Linked DNA regions of Gasterosteus aculeatus: region 1 is linked to region 2. A link is a contact called in public Hi-C data. All regions are on one chromosome and are shown on one strand. Each heading gives the region's core, a stretch centred on a gene start, on an enhancer-like site or on the middle of the called end of the contact. The rest is flanking DNA. Distances are from core to core; before and after follow the strand shown.

Region 1 (3,638 bases), core at 514-3,013, 51 kb before region 2:
ACTCGTGTTTCACTCATTATGCACAGTGAAGCTCTAACAAAGATACGTAATAATAAGCAAAATATATTATGGATGGGGGGTCTTAACACATGGTGCAATTTATTAGCCGTTAGAAAATACCTGCAGACTCTTTGCTTTAGGATGCTGTTGTGGTAAAGGAGGCTGAAAGTTGTTCCTGTGACAGTTATAATATTATTTACGGAAATTAACTGGACAAACAATCATCAAGCACCATTTTACGGTCTGGATGCAAATCAAAGATTTAAAATCCTTCTCCTTTGTGCAGCATATATGTGGTGCCTTTAAATAAAAACTATGAAGGACATTTTGACAATGCAACAACATGCAGGTAACAAAAAAAGCTTGATAAAGAAGCTTTAGCACAAAATAGATGCTGCCCTTTGAAGGAGGAGAAAGTAAAAAGAATAGCTAGTTCAATTATAATTATTAATTATTATAATTATAGCTTTGCAGCCAGCATACGTGGTTCACCTCTCCTCCGAGACAAAGAAGAGGAGTTTGCTCCTTTTAAGGTCGTCACTAAATATTCACATAAACAGTTATCAGACCACCTTCCTGCGGCCGGCAATTATCTAAGAGATTGTGAACACAAACCAAACACAAACTCCTTTTCAAATAGAGCACGCAAGCAAGCCGAAAAACACGGGAGGAGCTGGAAAGATCACAACCAAAACAAGTGGTCCGGCCCAATCTCCAGACACACACTATCCATCAGCGAGGCCCCTGAAACCGTAAAAAAAACCCTCCTACACAACAGCGTGAATCACCCGTGAGGAGACGACAAAATGCAAAAACCGTAAGCTCCCCCCTCACCCCCCCCCCCGTTAACAACTCCTCTGCGTGCTGTTACACACAAGCGCTCCCGTTGCTCGACGACGAGGAGGTGAAACCTCGTGGGACAGATGCACGGCCTGGGAGCCAATTACCAGGCTGTGCCAGTAGCCTGTGCACATAATGAGACGACCACATTCCTGCTCTCTCAGCTGTTCATCGCCGCCGCCGCTGCTGCTGCTGTGCTCCGCCGAGCAGCTTGTACTCTCAATAGGGTCGACCAGCAACCCCCTCCCTCCCCACCCCCCCAACGATAACAACCCTCCAGAAATGTGCTCCTGCTCTTGTGCCGTATTGCATCTCTCTCTCTCTCTCTCTCTCTCTCTCGCCTGAACTTCACATTTCAGATTCACGTCACGTTCGTCAAACCCGAAGAAGACGAAGCGAGGAGCAAAGAGGACGGTTCCACACGCGCTTTTCCAGAGTCCCTCAGTGCGCACACCTGAATAAACAAAAGACAGGAGGGAGTGGAAGAAGGGAGGCGGGTAGATAGGAACATGGGGGGGGAAACAACTTCGGAAGCCGAGTTACTTGGCAGCGACGTCAGTGAGACGTCAGTTTGCCTTTGATTTATCGTATCTTACGAGAAACTAAAAAGGTAACAAAATGTCTGGTGAGATGAAACCAACGCGTAGGAAATATTTGACATATCAAATGAAAGCACATTTCACACAGGCCTTGACCTGGCACACGTACACAAAAGTACCACATGTTTGCTATCCGTCTGCAAGGCTGCGTTATGGATACTAAAACACCAGCAGGGAGAGGCCTAACAGGCGTGTGCGTTTGGAAATGAGCCACCATTCGGATAAAAAAAAAAGGTGGATTTTCTAATGGTTGGGGTGGGGGGGGAGGCGTGGGCCTGCAGAGGGGGTGGTTTCTCAGGGATGCGTTCTAATTTTGGACAAGCGAGGGATACGAGGAAAATAGCCTGTGAGAGGCGGACAGGTGCACGCCGGGGAAAACAACAGGAGGTTAGTTATTCCAGTTCGACTCGCTCACTAACAAGACCGACGGCAGCGGCGGTACACAACGATGGCACACAGCTCATGGTGGCAATTATGGTGCTTTAAAACCCTTAGAGCTTGATTGCTGCAATTTGTGCCTCCTTCTCTGAGTCACAGCTCAGTCGCATCTAAATGCACGGACATGTATCTTTAGATTCAGTGTGAGTTGCACATTTAGACGATCTCCATCACGCATTAACATTCCAGATAATCAAAGTAATCAGGTGGCAGGTTTCTGTACACCCATGAGCATATTACAAACTGAATTGTTGGTGCCAATTTTCCAAGATGTAAGCAAATTGATTGCATGGAAAAATGATACTTTCTGTCAACATCTATCTGAGGACCGACGACAAGAGGGCCAACACATGAGGGGTGTTGTCCCTCTGCACAAGATGACTCCTCCATAAGTGAATTTCCTGTGTTTTCATCTCTACACATTGATTTGGGAAAGCTCTCATTTCGCATTTCAATTAGGAAATTAACCTCCTTCATCACTACTGAGCTGCCACAGAAAAGCATTTGAAAAAAAATGTTGGCTGCTGCGTTCCAGAGATATAAAGGCGCCTTATAGAGCCGAGAAAGCCATTCTACTGTCTCCGCTGCGCAGTTCATCTGCAGCAAGTTACCACAGTCTGCACGCCTTTCTGTCAATGATATTTCCATATATAGAACCCGAGAGGTGCTCCGCCAGCGAGAGGTGCTGCAGCACCGATTGCCAGAGCCCAGCAGGACCAAGTCATTAAGCTGTCACTTAAGATTACATGCTGTCCCTGCGATTACTCACATTACTGCCTCCGTGCGCAAGAGCCATCAGTCAGGGAGGGAGGTAAGTGCATGTATGTCTAGCGGCCGTTTAATTGATCTGAATACAGGTGAAGAGGGAGAAAGTCTGCCGCTGATTATTCAGGGCGATCGAGCAAACTAAACTCTCAGGAGGAGGAGGAGAATGACGTCAGCAGTTTAAATAATAAGAGTTAATTCTGCAGTTTGCCTGCTTTTCCTGCAACACATACAGACCACATAACTGTGCGGGTGTGTGTGTTTCGTATTGCTGCAAAGCACCCTTGAATACTAATAATGCCGGCAAAGCTCAAGGCGCTGGTGGAGAAAGGCAAAGAGCTGGAGGGCTGGACGAGTGCAGCTGACACTGTGAGGGACATGAAGGGAGAGAGGGGGGAGATGACATTGCAGAGAGAAAAGGGAGGGGCGCGGTGAGTGGGAGCAGATGATTCAATGCGAGTGGAAACCAAATCTGTTGAAAACATGTTTGCACAGTGAAATAGAAAAAAAGCTTCAGCCGCGCCAGTGACACATTTCCATTGCATCTAAACAAGCATGACGTATTTATTGTGAGCCGACGTGCTTTGACAAGGGCGCGCCTCGCCTCGTTTTAGGGCAATTGTATCGGGATTAAGGAGGGCGATGCTGCGCCTCTGACTTTTGCAGGGCCGTCTCGTATAAAGACCTCGACCTAATTGCGGGTGACTTACCTTACACACGCGAGCAATCCTCGACACAATGGTGTTGTCAAAGAAGTCAAATTCTTTTCCCGCCTCGCTGAAGAAGAAGTAAATCTTGTCGTCGTCTCCAACGGGGTTTCCTATTGGCTGACTCTCCTCGATGTAAGCCGACCCGACAAAGACTGGATCTGCTCAAAGTGGAGGAACGCAAATAAACACGAGGGTTAGAGAGACACCGTTGTTGTCCCCTCAAGGGAAAATGATGTTGCCTCACTTAAGTCAAGAGTGCACTCGGAAGCGACTGATCGCACCGGAA
Region 2 (3,691 bases), core at 1,028-3,527:
AGTGCATCAGACTGGAAATACCGCACTTACAGGGTGCACAGCAGCCTCTAATGCTGCAATTTATCAATAAATATACTCTGAATAAAAGCAGATAAATCATCCAACAGGTCCAGCAAGAATCTACAGTAGCATTTAACGTGATGTCTTTTTTTTAGTTGCTGTTTGTGTGTGCGCGTGAGAGAGAGAGGGTGTGAGAGGGAGAGAGAGAGAGAGCACCGCAAACAGTGGAGCGTTCAAAGCAACGAAGCAGACGGTTATCACAGTCTAGACAGGCAGGCCGGAGATGAGGAAGGCGAGGAGGAGACGGGCCTCGCTTTTGAATCAACCACCCTCAGGAACAACATTTTTAAGCTGTTTTCAAAGACTCAACTGCACAAATTCCTGCAATGCGAAATAGCAGGCAGTGAAATTATCACGGTAGCGCATCACGATGAACCAACAGTACCAGACTGGAATATTAATATGTTGGCAAAAGAAAAAAACGGAGCGTGTGTTACTGAAAGCGTTTGCTGCATATTAACTCACATATTCAGGTCGTTATGTGAACAGCATTTTTTATGCTCAAAGATGAAAGAAAAGAAAAGAAAAGAAAAAGAAATATATGAGGAAACCTCAAATGGCCAGAAATGTGACTTCTAACCCAATGAGCTTCATAAAAAACACCCCCACACTGTCTGGTTGCTGTTTTCTAACTTTTCTAAAGGGTTTTCCATCTGACATTTTTTTTTAACCTCTGAATCTTCTATGAAAACAATCAATAACATCCCATCTCACTTTGCAGACACAGTCTTAACCCCAGTTTGAGATCAACAACCCATAAACATTTAAATTCACAGTGCATTTGTGTATTGATGGGCCTCTGAATGCTAAAGGTCGCCGCCACAGCATCTTCATATAAATGAGTATTTTCTGTCAATAACACTAGACAATCAGAGGCTACAGGGAGGCTACTGTGCTATATCCGTCCGTGACGGATATAGCACAGTACAAAAGGACTGGAAGGCAGAGTTATGAGACACAAATACTGACTCCTATTCTTCACAAGAAGAACAAGAAGAACCCTCCATCGTTTTCTGAACACAAGCAGAAAATGAACTTGAACATTTCCATGTTGTAAATGCCTTTAAAGGACTAGCGCATCACATGTGGCCGACATGCCTTAATCTTCTCTGACAGCTTATAAGAGGAAAATGTATTCAGTCATTTCCGTATTAATAGCAATTAATGAATTAAGAAATCACATGAGACATGATTAATCATTTGGACAAAATTTCTTTAATATGCTCAGTCACAGCAATTCAGTGGAGTGCTAGCGCTCTCTAGTGTTGGATTTGTGAATTATTCTTTAGGGTTATTGGGGCACAGCTTTAAAACAATACACAGTTTCTGAAGTTAATCAATCAAAATGTTATTATCGGCATTTTCCTTTGATTGAGGGAGCGTGAAATTATTCCTTTTTTTCCACCCCATGCACTTCCCCATCAAATCAAATGAATGAATGTAAATTAATGTAAAAAACAAAGAGACAACAACTCAAATATCCCTCTAGAGATCTGCTTCTCATCATATCGTACTAAATAAGCAAAATGAATGAGCTTTCCTCTGAAATAGGTTCAGTAGCTAATTGTAAATTCTTCGGCTGTGGGTTTGCTGGTATTAATTGAATGGTAAGAAAGATGTTCACACAGTCACATCATAACAGCTGGTTCTCTGTACTGTTTTCCGTTGTATTTTAAGGTAAAGCTTCCTTTATCAACGTGCCCCTCGACTCCTAAGCTGTGTGTTCGTTTGGATGTTTTCACCTTTACAATGACGTCAGAGCAGTGTGACAGCAGACAACATCTGGCACCCCACATACTGGTTTGGAGGCCGCTCATGTACCACATCACACACACACACACACACACACACACACACACACACACACACACATGATGCATACACACGCCTTCCCAGTTGAATCCAGCAGTGACACTTTTCATACATCCGGATTTTTCCAAAAGTTTGATCTGTTGTTGAGAACCGACGAGTCTTTACTGAACAAAGTATTTGTGTCTGCATGGGGTCTTAATGGCCTTTACTCGTCATACCAAATGAAGTCTTGGCTAAAATAGCGCCACCTGGTGGGTTGTGTGAATGCCATAAGAAATACTGTGTTTTTACAATTAAAATGACTTCTAGTGTTTGCGTTATTTAATATCAAAACAATAAAAATAAAAATACAATACAATAACATAATCGTTAGTGGTGATTATGTCAAAAGTGTCCGTGTTTCCTCGGCACAAGACAGGCTGTGATTATGAATGTCAAAGGTTTGCGGGGCTCGTGTGGTGAAAGACGAGTGTGATCGCCGGTGGAGGAGACGACGTGAAGCGGGACGCGCAGCGGCCGGCGGCGGATTCCGCTCCGTGAGCCACATCTCGCCTTTTACTTGTGGCGTCGAGGAGGAGCTCAGTTGTTTATTCATTCACGTCAGCTCCTCTCGCCTTCCCTTCCCTCCTTCCTGCTACACGCACACACACACACACACACTCACACACACACACACACACACAACGGGGACCCACCAACTGTTTTTCCACATATAGAAATTAACCACAATCACGCCGCCACCATAAACCGATTTTGGAATCAGGTGAGTTTGCGATTTTGAATATTTCTTTTTCCTTTTTTATCATTTTCTTTTTTTTTTATGTTGTTGTTGCCGACGGTCGAGGAGACGTCGGCGCCGCCGGAGCGTTGAGTCGTCCGGCCCGGCGAGGCGGAGAAGGAGGAGGCGGAGGAGGAGGAGGTCTTCCACCGCAACTTATTCAAATCCCCCCGACCAGGCCAGGAAATGTACGCGCGGAACGTCTGGACATCTTACAGCCGCGGCGGCTCCGTCCGGCGTCTTCCGCTGCGGGTGCCTCTATTTTACCGTATTTAATTAAAAACGCGCCGGTCGATGTGGGTCAACAACTACAGTCGAAATGTCGTATTTTCCATTTCTTTTTTTTTTGTGTGACTTCCACATTCTCTCATGCCACAAACAGATGGCGTCGATATGGGGGGACAAGGGGGGGTAAAGAGACGCATAGGGGAGTAAAGGAGGGGGGGGCAACACCAGGCCACATTATCCCGGGTCTGCACATCACTAGTCGCGGCTGCCCTGCACGTCGAGCACGGCCCGCCTCCCCGCGCCGGAGGACCCGGGGAGGCCGAGGTGTCCTCCCGCAGGCCTGTCGGCAACTAAAGTTTCTAGCTCTTAAGTTGTCGGGCTCTTTTCTTTTCCTTTTTTTTTTAAAGATATAATGGTTCATGTTGCGAAGCTGCTCGGGAGTTGATAGCGTGCACGAGTCGTCTCACAACCCGGTGCAGATGGGTGGGGGGGGGGGGGGCACCAGAGAGATGCACTGCAGTAGATAACCTGTAGCCCGGGGACCGTGCACCACCACCACCGCCGGTCGTCTGACTCCTCACTGGGCTGTCAGGGATCATTGATGGGCCACAGGTATCCTCCACGCCACGAATGAGGTCACTCCATCGCCCACCGGCTGTAGGTGCATGTGTATTATACACGTGTGCATGCTCCTTATGTTGGACCGCTTCCGTGGCATTTTGTGGTCAGAATGGGCCCCTCGCATACCTGCCACAGAGAGTCTGATGGAGGCATACTGTGGCTGCATACAGTGCATATAGGAGAGGAGGGGGG

The links. A called contact is a pair of places that touch in the nucleus more often than the background predicts.
Region 1: a contact with region 2 is called in a Hi-C map of tail fin, with 4 times the contacts expected there. The contact joins the enhancer-like site here to the promoter of znf710b in region 2. A contact is called at or near these places in 2 of 6 Hi-C or Micro-C datasets (liver and tail fin).

Annotation. Positions count from the first base shown.
Region 1 is chr12:17,004,751-17,008,388 of fGasAcu3.hap1.1, reverse strand. It overlaps sema4bb (sema domain, immunoglobulin domain (Ig), transmembrane domain (TM) and short cytoplasmic domain, (semaphorin) 4Bb), which reads right to left. Exons shown (of 15, transcript XM_040203234.2): 8 at 3,353-3,510. Among protein-coding and RNA genes, the nearest start is that of serf2b, 18 kb to the left of the region's middle. Within about 2 kb of position 1,763, at least 5 of the 9 cell types and tissues checked have open chromatin away from gene starts, as enhancers often do.
Region 2 is chr12:16,953,903-16,957,593 of fGasAcu3.hap1.1, reverse strand. znf710b (zinc finger protein 710b) reads left to right here and starts at 2,277. Exons shown (of 5, transcript XM_040202996.2): 1 at 2,277-2,635.